4 separate regions of the Sus scrofa genome follow, and regions 1, 3 and 4 are each linked to region 2. A link is a contact called in public Hi-C and promoter capture Hi-C data. All regions are on one chromosome and are shown on one strand. The core of a region is the stretch at or near the end of the contact, and the rest is flanking DNA. Distances in the headings are between cores, read along the strand shown.

Region 1 (3,140 bases), core at 336-2,835, 150 kb before region 2:
ATAGCAGACCAAAGAATAGACCTTGGAGGTTTTTTAGGATGTCTTTGCTTGAAAAAAAGAGCATTTTCATCAGGTTTGTCAACTGATACTTGATTAACAGTTAGACATTACATATGTTTTTAAACATAAATTTACAATTTGTATAAATCAGATTGTTATTTAATTGGAATGCATAATATAAAAAATTTTATCCAAATAATAGAAATACTGCCTAACCAAATACTCTACTCGTGTGATCTTTTCACCAGAAAGAACATGTCTAATGAAGGGAGGTTTTTTCCTTATTTGTAGTCTTCATTCAAAGTTATTATCTCTGCACAGTAAATGTATACTCTAGTCCGAGGTGCTACACTGCCGCCCAGGAGCCCTGCAGGCAGATCGCTGGGTCCATGATAAACAAACTTAGAGGAAAAACCCTGACAAACTTAGAAGATAAAAATCCCCCTTTGCAACTAAAACGGACATAACTGAGCCTTCTGCAGGACTTTCTAGCTAAGATTTTCTGCATGATCAGTCCCAGAAAGACCCTGAAGTTTGCTATTTTCTAGTCCTGTAACTTCCTATCCCATACTCATGTGTAGGTTGTAAGGACTCAGACTCAACTTTCCAGATGACTTCAGGGACAAAGAATTGCTCATTTGTTATATACCAATCTTGACATTTCAAATTGTGATTGAAAACAATCTTCTTTAATTAACTATGTTGATTCTGGTGAAAAGATCAGACAAGAGTAGCATATTTAGTTGGGCAATATTTCTATTTTAGTGTCTTTTTAACTATAGTCTTTCAGTCCCAAGTTGATATACATATATTAATTTCTCAGCTTGCCCCATAGAGAAGGTACAAATATAAATAAAACTCTACAACTCTACTTGGAAAATAAAGATTTTACCCACAACACAACTCTTTTACTCATATTACCCATCGTGAAAAATCCTTTTGTCCCTTTAATGGGCAAATACATTATTTAAAAGCTACCTGCTCAAATGTGGGAGAATCTTTATAGAAGTGTTAAATCACAATTAGCATTAAATATACATTTACCTTCAAGTATTCTGAAATTAAAACTGACTGTAATGTTTTCCTCTAAAGTACACGCTAAAGCATTCTGCTTGCCTAGGCTTTTACTAATATATGTTTTTTTCTGCTCTTCCATTTTCCAACTACCTTTTATATTACATATATAATATTTAGTATATAGATATATTTAACAGATATTTAATAGATAATAAGTTTAATATATATAAATTTTACAGGAGAAAATTATAGGAAGGTAGTGGACAGAAGAGTCTTCCCAGGGGATTGGTGCAGTAATGCTTTCAGCACAGAGAAGAGGGGAGGGGTCTCCTTTTCTTTTTTTTTGTCTTTTTACCTTTTCTAGGGCCGCTCCCATGGCAGCTCATGGCAGCTCATGGCAACGCGGGATCGTTAACCCACAACCTCATGAGGAAGGCCAGGGATCAAACCCACAATCTCATGGTTCCTAGTCAGGTTCATTAACCACTGCACCTTGACGGGAACTCCATACTGCATCCTGCTCCCTTCTCACCTAAGCTTTTGTCCTGCTAGAGGTAAATTCTCCCTGGAGCACAACACAAGGTGGTGCTGTTGTATTTATGCTAAACCAGCTGCAGGCCCAGCCACTAAGGCTATCTATAGATTTGATCTGAAAGTATTAAGTGCCAAAGGAGGGGGGGTGGAACTGGGTTTTGCATATGTAAGTGTCTATCCTGTAGTTATCCCTTCAGATAAGAAAAGCTGAGTTGAAAGAAGGAGGAGGAGTGTAGGTTTCTTCCATCTTCGGAAGCTTCTGGGGAAACCATCTTAACAAAACAAAGTGAAAGTGCCAATGGGTTCCTTTGTTACTAAATTACAGAAGCCTAGAAATATTAAGATCTTATCTAATCCATTACTCTGTTTTTTTATATGATTTCATATATTAAATTATCAGCCAATTAAACTTTTCCTTTGTTTTTAAAATTTCCCAGGGAAGGGGAAAAGGCAAATTAACATTCCCTAGTGTCAATCCCTTCCTCTGTCCCTGGGGTCGGATTGTCCCACTCCTCTCTGCACAAGGGATGGAGAGGATTTCATCAGCAGGCCAGATAATGAGGGGCAAAAAAAGACTGGAAATCAGGGAGCTTGGATTCTCCTCCCTCACTGGACCCACGACAGAGTCCTCAGATTCAGCATCTCCGAAGTGAAAAGGCTGGACTAGCATTTATGGTTTCCACAAATACTTGCATCAGAAAATCACCTGGGAAAGGCAGCTTACAAAATCCTTCCATCGGAAAATCCAGGGTGGGGCCTAGAAATTGTAATTAAAAAATAAAAACCAGAGGTCTTCCCCCTTTTTGCCTATCTGAAGATAGAGAAATTAGATATAAATTCATAGGCAGGCAGCCCTGCATGGGTCTAATGACTGGTAAGTAGGCAGCACTAGATTAACTCTGTTAACTCTTAAATCCCATCTGGCTTTAAAATGTTCAGTCATCCTTAACACAAAAGCCCCTGAAAAATAAAAGTAAATGGTACCAGATCCAAAGTAACTTTCTCTTGAATTGTATTCCCCGCCTTTTGAGCAATTTGTTATGTGTAGATCTAAAAGTGTTTTCTAAATTTTTCATATCTGTGAAAATGGGAGGAACAGAACTATCACCATGGTAAAAATGCAATAATACTTCCTACCTGCTATTTTATTTTGCTATAATTGTAACTACGAATTGGTTGAGAGTTATGAAAATAGTACTTTCACCATTCAGTTTTTATTTGTATAAAACTGGAAAGTTAAGAAGCTGGTCAAATAATTGGCCAGTATATAAGTTAATTTATAAGTCACATTGTGGCAAATTCAGATATATAGGAGTCACTTACAAAAAATCCTCTAGGAAAATTTGGCTTTCTGAGGCTTTTAGACTTTGTCTAGTTTAGCAACGTGAAATTCAGAAACAACACAATTCAGGTCATTAACATCCCAACTCTCATCTGAAAGAATCAGATAATTGAAGCAACATTTGTTTACTCTAGTTTATAGCATCGAGGTAATTGATTCTGCTTTCCATCTCCCCTTGCTAATGTAATGTGCCCTCAATGTTATTTGTGAAGTAAATCGATTAGGAAATTTGGCTCACATATGCAAC
Region 2 (3,140 bases), core at 565-3,064:
CAATGTGTTTATGGGCAGTAGTTGCTTTAATGTGTGACTATTCATTCACGTCGAACTTTCCTGGCTCTAGTGCTTAGTTTGTTACTTGCCCACAATGGATTTCTCCAGATTTAGTTATCACTTGTAATCAATTGCAAAGAGCATTATCTCCCTCCCACCCCGCTTTTTGAGGGCCACTCCCGCAGCATATGGAAGTTCCCAGGGTAGGGGTCAAATCGGATCGGAGCTGTAAGCCACAGCCACAACTACAGCAACCTAAGATCCCAGCCACCTCTGCGACCTACACCACAGCTCAGGGCAAGGCTGGATCCTTAACCCACTGGGCAAGGATACGAATCAAACCCCCGTTCTCATGCATTACTGACAAAGCAACCCTCAACTCTATAAATTATTCCAAGTGTGGTGCTACTACCCACAGCTTAAGTTATCACCAGAGAATTTATCAGAGTCGTGATTATTCAGCTCTACCCCCAGCCTTTCCCAGTTAAAATCTTTCAGGTTAAGGCCAATCTATTTTAACAAGTCTTCCAGGGACACCTGATGCATGCTCACGTTTGAGAATCGCTGCCGCAGGAGAATCGCCCAGTGAAGCAGTGCTTTCAGTAGGCGCTGAAGGCTACAGGAAACTTCCTTCACTAACTTCCACTTAAAATACTCAGTTAAGCCGCGTTCTGGTAAAGCCCTAAGAACAACCCATTGCTCACTACCAAACAATCAGGCCTCAAACTTCCAGGAAAATCGAGGTTCTTAAGCAAAAATTCATCAAGGAAGAATTTACATTGATTTTGCTAACTTAGGGGAAAGGTTTTCTTTTCCCCGTCCGTTATCTAAGAGAAATATGACACACGAACAAGTCTATATTTATCCGGAGTGTTTCTGAGGCTACCTTTCGGAAATTTCCTTGGCCTATTTTTTAAAAAGTTATCCATGAAATTCTCCCCTCCTTCAGGGGCTCCAAACACGTACGCTGTATGTTTAATCATCAAAGGGAAACAAAACCTCTTACAGCAGAAACCAATCTAAGACACAACACCTGTGCCATCTTCCCACCAAGCAAGAAATGGTGGAGCCCGGTCCCAAAAGACTAAGAAATCGACGCAGGGATGATTGAGAAGGACTCAAGAGCAAAGTATGAGGAGACAAAAAAAGACCTGCTTTTTTTCTGGGCTTAAAACTAGAGAAAGAACTCCGTTTCCGCTCCATCTCGGGTATTTTCAAGCTAACACATACAAGCAGCTACCAATTCAAAGTGCTGCAAAGTACCTCCTGCGCGGGAACTCGGCAGGGCGGAGCCTCTGGTCGCTCCCTTCCCGAGGGCGGGACAGAGCAGAACCGGGGCCGCGTTTTCTCTGGAAGGTTCCGAAAGGCGCGCGCCCCCTCCGCGGGCGGCGAGACACTCGGCACCAGATGGCGCTGCCGCACCGAGAGCCGGAGCCTGGGCGGCAGGAGAGAAGGGAAGAGGCGTCACCGGATCCTTTCTGTCGCCGGAAATGCGCGCTGCCGGCGGCCTCGGGTCCCGGATATTAAGATTTCTGGAGGGTTCCCGCGTGAGGGCGGGACTAGAACCGGAACCGAACAGCGACCGTCGGGCCTCGGGGCGGAAGCCCGGGGCGGCGCCAGCGGGGGGCTGGTTTCTGGTGCGCGCGCCTCGCTGGGGGCGCGAGGGGGCGGGACCTCGCTCGCACTTGCGCGTTTTGGGGACGTAGGCGCTGCCGGGACGTGCGTCTTTCTCCATCTTTGCACGTTTGTTGGCCCGGCAAGGCGGAAATGGTGGCGTAGTAGGTTTTTTGTGTTTTTTTTTTTTCCCCCCCTCCATCCCCTCCCGCCCACAGGGTTGGGGTTTCTGGCTGTGAGTGAGGTTTCTGGAAATCTCTGTGGAAAGTTAATGGTATGTGAGGTAAAAACGCGAGCTTTATTTTCCCCTTGAGTCTTAAGCGATCCAGATGCCTGCTGGGCGCGGTCCCAGTGCTGGGCTGGACCCAGCCTTTCCCTCTAAATCTCTTCCTGCACCGGCTTGATCCACCCAAAGTGTCGTTAAGCATCCGTCCTGAGGCAGTAGGAGTGTCACTCGTGAAAAGGAACGTGGGCAGATACATTCTTCACGTGGAACCTAAAAACGCTTTTTAATTATGTCAGGAAGCATGTCTTGGTTTTTTAGCAGTGCTTCTCAAGAACTCATGGAGTTCATCGGCTTTATCGTCACGTTTTTGTCAGTAACATTTTATGTTCTTTGTTTTATGGTGTCTTGGTCTTTATCAAATATTAATTACGGGAAGGCCGCTTGTGCAAACCGTTCGAAAGGAGAAGAATTCTCCATTTCCATTTTTACAAGACAGGGGCAAACCACTTTTAAAGGACGGATCTAGGAACTCGTGAGAGTGCCCTGGTTTGGTTTGGTTTTTAAATGCAGCATCGAAACGACCAAAGGTAGCAAAAATAAATTCTCTGTGAAGCCATACTAATCCAACTTTAATTTTAGACCAATTCTGAAAGTGTTAGCAGCAAGGTACCCAGTTCTCCCAAGAAATTTCTTGGTAGACACTTTTATCTTTGTATTTCAGAGTTCCTTCCAATCTGCGGCCTACGTAAAAACTTGAGTCCTTGTGAAAGCCAGATTGAAAGGAATAGAGATTTATTTAAAAGAGTTATACTGAGAGAAATGGGAAGATTGGGGAATAAAAGATTGTCTGGAGTAGCCACATAAAGACATTTTATAGTTTTTGGTTAAAACCCTTTGGTGGGTTTTGGTAACAGGTGTTGTGAAGAAAGCTACTGTCAGTGGAGGAGTCCCATGATGTACATTTATGTGAGAAACCAAAAAAAATTGGGCAGGATCATTGGGGACTGATCACAGTGTGTGAGCAGGAGGCTAGATGCAGGCGGCACATAATGGAAGACATTAGGAAACACATGAAAGCAAAGGTCAGAGCTAAAGGGGCAATGGATGTGGAAACACTGATTTGGAAACTGGGGAAAAACAGGTTTTAGACCTCAAACTGAATGTGTAGAATAAGGAATAAATTCTTCATTAGATGTTTTGTTTTGGGATATATTGCATTTAGCTGCTTATTTTAACTTTATGTTCCTGTCTTCCCTATATTTCATGTACAAACAACCTTAAATTGAAAGAAAGAGTGCTT
Region 3 (2,738 bases), core at 24-2,523, 240 kb after region 2:
TTTTCTCAAATAACTGGGTTTGTAGGCACAACCCATGATATAGGTGGTAGTGCTGCTTCTTCAATACAAGCAGCCTAAATTGTGGAGAAAGCAACCAGACACATGAATTACATTCAGCTACAAAACTTCCACAGGGAAAATGAATCTTGAAGACAAAGGAACAATGTGACTCTTAAGATAGTGAGGTTTCTCGAGTGAAAAGAGAAACCTGACCCGTAGAGCAAGCTCAGGGGACTGGAAACCAGGAGGCCTGGTTCCAGGACACTTTTGTCCTGACCTGATGATCATGGATGTTTTGATTTAATCTCCCAGTGCCTCAGTTTCTTGTTCTGTCAAATGGGAATCATCCCAGCTCCTGCTATCCAGTGGTCTTATCAAGAGAAAAGAGAATTGCTGCGAATTTGATTCAGATGAAAGGAGTCCTCCTCAGTTCTGGCCAAGTGAGGCCAGGCACCTGTTGGGAAGGGATCTCAGGGCCTGAGCACAGGAGCCATGCAAAGCAAGCCCCAGCGCTTCAGTCCTCAGCTGGACGTAAAACATCACTCTTCTCTCCCTTCAATAGTGATGTATATCACCCCTCAAGGATGTGAGAATAATGGGCCTCTCTGTGGTTTGTTGTTTTTTTTTAAGTGTTTGTTTCTCTTTCTCTCTCTCTCTTTTTTTTTTTTTTTTTTTTTTTTTTTTTTTTTTTTTTTTTTGTTTCTCTTTCTCTCTCTCTCTCTCTCTTTTTTTTTTTTTTTTTTTTTTTTTTTTGACCATTTCTACAGCATGTGGACGTTCCTGGCAGGGGTCACACCTGCGCCGCAGCAGTGACCCAAACTGCTGCCGTGACAGTGCTGGATCCTTAACCCACTGTGCCGCAAGAGAACTCTGTTTTGTTTTTAATTTGTTCCCAAATAGCCCAACACTACTAACTCTTTTATATTTTTTTATATTTGATGTGCTCTGAGGGAAAATGTAATTAATTAGGGTCATTTGAAACACCACTTTTCCTTCTTATTTTTCTGCCACTCTGAGATGTCGAGAATTTTACTTGTGTTTTTTACTCAGCTAGTGAATATTGTTTCACCCTTGATAAATAATTTCTTACAATCACGAGCAGAATAAAACCTTCTAAAGTGAAAGACACTGTGTGATCGACTGGGGGACTTTGACAAGTCAAAGTGTCACAGATCACATGCTTTCTGAGTCAAGAATCTCCAGTATAAATCAGGCTTCCTGCCAAGGCCAATCAGCAGTGTGGACGGTCCTCCTTTAGGCAGGACAGCCTGGTGTGACTGTGGAGCTGGAGACTTGTAAGTGCTCTCTGTGGTCACAGCAGATTGCCTGAGAGTGAGAGGCCTGAAGGGACCTGGTGTCACCTGCCCAGATTATCTGATGAAGGAAGGACGTGCCCAGGGCTCTCTTGGGGCCTTGCCCGGCCCAGCCTGTCTTGCAAAGCCTCGGGAAAGAAAGGTGAAAGGATGCCCCCTTTATAAACATATTCCTTTAAGATGCTGGAGTTTTGTTCGGTAGTTTCAACATGAGTTTGTTTGGTTCTCCGTGTTCGAGTGTGCTGGTGGTGGTGGATTCCAGGAGCAAGGCAATTATTAAGCCCAGACTGCTGTGAAAATCTTTGAAAGTTGCTGAGCACGCTGTGTACGTAGTTATTACCCGGAAAGGCTTGGTGTCTTGAGTGCAGTGGCCTTTGAGGGGAAACTTTGTGAATGAAGAGGCAGGAGCTTGTTCGGTGGAGAATAATCCAAGCGTGTGATGGTTTCCCCAAACCTTTACTCCAGCAAAACTGACCGCTAAGACTTTATCACTTTCTTTCCTGCCTCCGAGGGTAAGATGGACATCTCTCCGCGCCCCCACGGACTCGTGGTGCTTTGGGTTTCTCTGAAGTCTTTGGCCTACAGGACACAGTTCTTATTTATAGCTGGCTTTGTTCAATGGTCAGCCATTTAAATAAATTGCAATGTTTTGTGATTTGTGTTAATAATTTGACATAGGCGTTAGGAAGCCTTCAGATCCTCGGTTTATCAGAGAAAGACTCTCTCAGACATCTTGTCGTTGGCTCTGGAGGGCTGTGCATTTTCTGAAACTTGTAGTTTGCAGGTGCAGTGTGCCCTGAGTAAAAGCGTGGGCTCCAGTGTTCTCTGGGCCTGGGTTCAAATCCTAGTTCCAACGTGAATTAGCTGTGTGATCTTGAGCAAGTTCCAGGACCTTTGTAAGCCTGTTTCCTCATCTACAGTGGGAGCAAAACTAATAACACCCATGGCCTGGAGTTGTTATGGAATGAAGTGCTGTCACACATGCTAAGTGCTTAGCACAGAGCCCGGCACTTACTCAGGCTCAGTGTACATTCATTCAGAAAGGAAACAGAAAGGACACTACAACCCAGCAACACTGCTATTTCACTGTGGATTAACTCCTCTAGAAAAGATTAAAAAAAAAAAATACCCAAGTTTGGGTAACTACATAAAGTAGAAGCTAAGGAACAGCCACCGCTGGAGTGGATCTGAAATTAGAATGTCTCACATTTCCTCAGAGGAGGAAATATATGAGTAGGGCAGCTTGGAAACTATGGGATTTTCAACAAGGATTTTCCTAATCAAATGGAATTTACCTTTGAAAGCCGATAACTGTCAAACTCTGAGTATCATAGAATGTATTTTTAGTCCTCAAACTAATGAGACCAAACCCCATACGTCACGTATGAACTTCAGGTCTGGCATGAAGCTGATGGAAAGGTATCT
Region 4 (3,098 bases), core at 327-2,826, 170 kb after region 2:
CAAATCGTGCTTCTTGTAGAGCACTTCCTTACCACTGCATGCATACAAAACAGGAGGTAATCAAAAGGGTATTTGGCAGGGGTCCAGAAAGCAATCTGGGTTAGTCTGTAACTGGCTGCCGTAGTTTCAAGTCCACTTCTGATCCATGACTTATTGCTTCATAACTGACAATTTCAAAGGTTTAGCAGTTTGGCACCAAAAAAAAAAAAAAAAAAAAAAACCAACCATTACTTTCTAGCTCATTCTGAGTGTTTCACTAGTGACCATTTTTGAATACTTGAAATAACAAAATAAAATAATAAAGATGGTTTTTACCATCATTATCCCCCCACACACACTTTCTACTAACAATACAAGCTAGTAGAGGGAATGTTTACCAAAAATGTAGAATGGTAGAGGGGATACTTCAGGTGGCTGTTAACTTCCACTCCTTACGTCAAGAACAATTTATATAACAGAGGACTGAAGAACTTTCTTGAATTGTTAAACTTTACATGGGGCACCTGAAATTAAATAAAAAATAGAAGACAGCTAACTAAACTTGGGTTATTTAGCAGCCTGGTACAAAGACAAGAAGAAGAAATGATATTCAAGCCATTTTACTGTTTAAATAATTCGGAAATTCCCTTTTGAAATACTTCAAGTTCCCTAGCCAAGCTTGAGACGTATGACATCAACTCATCACATCATGGAGTGACATCAAACATGGTCAAAATTACTTTCTCTAAGGTCCTCCAAGCCCTTTAAAAGCAAAGCCTTAAGAATAACAGGACACTCTGAGGCCTGAGCTAGTACTGTCTTCACCTTTGGGGTAAAGTTTGAGAGCCCAGGGAAATGAGCCGGACCCCACCGCCTCCTCAGGTATTTCTTAAAGAGCCAGTGTATTTCCTCCCTCTTACCTGAAGGAATCAGGGTTGCTTTCTAATTATAAGCCTACGTCATGTTATTGGTTAAACTCCCTCCAAATTCTTTTATTTTCACATTTCACTTCCTCATAGTATCTACTTTTTAAACTGCATACCTATTCGAATGCTTTACCAGAATATGTGAATCTATTTTACGCGGGTTCCTCACGGTTTGACCTTAATATTTACAAGTTATTTTCCTCTAGACTCAAAGCTATGCAATGAACAAATCAATGTGATTGTAGCTTGCAGCCAGGTAATCATTTCACTGAGGAAACCGGGAAAGACTGACATATAATACGAGAGCACCAGTATCTAACTCCAAAAGAATGTCAGCCAGACGGAGGAGCCGATTTCAAGTGACTTGAACTCGGGAAAACTGTGATGAGTTATTTCGGCACCAGCTGTGGCACAGTTTTAAATTTTTGTAATGGTTGGGATGGTGGCGGTTTCTCAGAGTGAAAAATGGCAAATATCAAGAAATGGGAGGACGAGGGTACAGCCCCTGTGTCTGAGGGAAAATGAAAAGCGGGGTGGCGGGGGCGGGGTGTGGACGCCCAGTAATTGGGGGCCGTCGGACCCAGCAGGAGGAGGAGGGAGGGGGCGAGAGCTCTCTGGGGGAAGGAGTGGGGCGCTGGACCGTCCCGGAGTGAGGGGGGAGGGAAGAAGGGAGGGGAGGGAGCGGAGGCAAAGTGGGAAAGGAGTAGCGGAGTTGACGGAGCGCAGAGGTGGCCCCTGCGCGGCGCGCTCCGTGGCGGCGCATCCCGGCCCCCGCGCGGGACGGCGGAGGACCCATGTCGCGCCGCGGCGGGGCCCGGGCCCCGGGCGGGAATCCGGCATCTGGCGTCTCGAGCCGCGGGGCGTCTGAGTTGCGGGCCACGCGGGAGTGACGGTGGCACGCCCGCGGGTCGTTATGCGGACGGAGCAAAAATGACCGGCAAACGGAAACCCTTCCAAACGCAGCTCAGGAGGTCAATCAGTGAGCAGCTGCGGGACTCCACGGCCAGAGCCTGGGATCGGCTGTGGAAGAACGTCCGGGAGAGGCGGCTGGCAGGTCGGTGCCCCGGAGACGCAGAACCGCGGGGGCGGGAGGAGGCGCCGGCCGGGTTGCCCGCCCGGCCCCCGGCCCCCGGCCCCGGCCCCGGCCCCGGCCCCGCTTTGGGCAGCTCGGGTTTTCCTAGTCTGGGGTTGGGCGGAGGAGGCTGCTCACACCACCCTTGCCGGGCGGGCGGGAGCGTCAGGCTCGCCGCTTTCCCCGCGCAGAGGCCGGGTGGGTGTGGGCTCCACCCCGTGCGCTCTGACAGCCGCGGGCCGCTGCACGCGGGGCGGGAGCCCGCGCGGGGTTACCTGGCCGTGTCCTTAGGGTGGCCTGGCCCCCGCTCCGCCGCCATCCGCCCCACCCCAGCCCGATGAATGAATGAGTGGCCAGCCCAGCTGGCCTTTTGGGAGGGCAGTCCCTCTCCCAACTTCTCCTTTTCCACAAGGGATGTGTCCACTGCTTGTGTGTGTGTGTGTGTGTGGTGGGGGGGGGGGGGAGGTCAAAACAAGACTAGGGAGCGTATCCTGAGCTCTGGGAGACCAGATGTTTGTAGGGGCAGGAGGGGAGGATTTGGGGAAAGACAGGTGGACAGTTGGTGCCTGTAGGTAGCTGCCCACAACCCTTGCCAGCTGTGGATCAGACTCTCCTCACTTAGAGACTGCAAAAGATAGGCCTCCCTTTTGTAATCCATCGCTGGCGAATCAGAGGAAGAGAAGAGGTGATTGATTATTCTGAGCTCAGAGGTCCTTAAGAATCCTTGCTTAGGTCAGAAGGCCAGTCCCTTCCTTAGCACCTCCCTCATCCTCCTGGCTGCGGTCCTTCTTCTGTGCGTGCTCCTTGGAACTACTTTCTGGCAGGACCAGGAAAGCAGTCAGTGGTCTGAGGCTCCTCAGAGCCCATGCTGGGAACATTAGGTGGGGTTAGTCACCGCAGCATACCTGTCACAATAAGGGGAGGTGGCCCCACTGCACAGCACAGCTCACTGGCAGAGTAGGATTTAGGACTGCTTCTCCCAAGTGTTAGGTGTGGAGGATGTTTCTGGAAGTGGGGGAAGTGTGGAGGGAAGGGCCCCTGAGCTGACCATGAGTCTAGCGTCTGGATCTTCTTGCCTCCTGTCTCTCCAACAGTATCTTCTGAGTGGGCCAGTGACTACA

The links. Promoter capture Hi-C pulls out the DNA fragments that hold promoters and counts their contacts. A called contact is a pair of places that touch in the nucleus more often than the background predicts.
Region 1: a Hi-C map of skeletal muscle shows a contact between it and region 2, with 4 times the contacts expected there. The contact joins the enhancer-like site here to the promoter of LOC106507939 in region 2. A contact is called at or near these places in 16 of 47 Hi-C or Micro-C datasets (brain, embryonic fibroblasts, epiblast stem cells and 10 more) and 1 of 2 datasets of contacts at active chromatin or transcription factors (skeletal muscle).
Region 3: a promoter capture Hi-C map of liver shows a contact between it and region 2, with 7 times the contacts expected there. The contact joins the enhancer-like site here to the promoter of LOC106507939 in region 2. A contact is called at or near these places in 3 of 5 promoter capture datasets (fetal liver, liver and skeletal muscle), 6 of 47 Hi-C or Micro-C datasets (embryonic fibroblasts, heart right ventricle, liver and 1 more) and 2 of 2 datasets of contacts at active chromatin or transcription factors (alveolar macrophages and skeletal muscle).
Region 4: a contact with region 2 is called in a promoter capture Hi-C map of liver, with 7 times the contacts expected there. The contact joins the promoter of STARD13 here to the promoter of LOC106507939 in region 2. A contact is called at or near these places in 3 of 5 promoter capture datasets (fetal liver, fetal skeletal muscle and liver), 8 of 47 Hi-C or Micro-C datasets (embryonic fibroblasts, epiblast stem cells, fetal skeletal muscle and 3 more) and 1 of 2 datasets of contacts at active chromatin or transcription factors (skeletal muscle).

The regions. Positions count from the first base shown.
Region 1 is chr11:10,061,751-10,064,890 of Sscrofa11.1, reverse strand. All of the region lies in intron 3 of LOC106507939, which reads right to left. Among named protein-coding and RNA genes, the nearest start is that of RFC3, 83 kb to the left of the region's middle. Within about 2 kb of position 1,585, at least 21 of the 83 cell types and tissues checked have an H3K27ac peak or open chromatin away from gene starts, as enhancers often do. A contact at or near this core is called in embryonic fibroblasts, omental adipose tissue, retroperitoneal adipose tissue and 1 more, where this site is marked.
Region 2 is chr11:9,911,446-9,914,585 of Sscrofa11.1, reverse strand. LOC106507939 reads right to left here and starts at 1,814. Exons shown (of 4, transcript XM_021065188.1): 1 at 1,264-1,814. The coding sequence starts at 1,735. The region is part of intron 1 of LOC110255744 (a long non-coding RNA gene); the gene reads left to right.
Region 3 is chr11:9,674,271-9,677,008 of Sscrofa11.1, reverse strand. All of the region lies in intron 1 of STARD13 (stAR-related lipid transfer protein 13), which reads left to right. Among named protein-coding and RNA genes, the nearest start is that of STARD13, 63 kb to the left of the region's middle. Within about 2 kb of position 1,273, at least 20 of the 83 cell types and tissues checked have an H3K27ac peak or open chromatin away from gene starts, as enhancers often do. A contact at or near this core is called in fetal liver and liver, where this site is marked.
Region 4 is chr11:9,736,848-9,739,945 of Sscrofa11.1, reverse strand. STARD13 (stAR-related lipid transfer protein 13) reads left to right here and starts at 1,576. Exons shown (of 18, transcript XM_021065185.1): 1 at 1,576-1,959. The coding sequence starts at 1,836.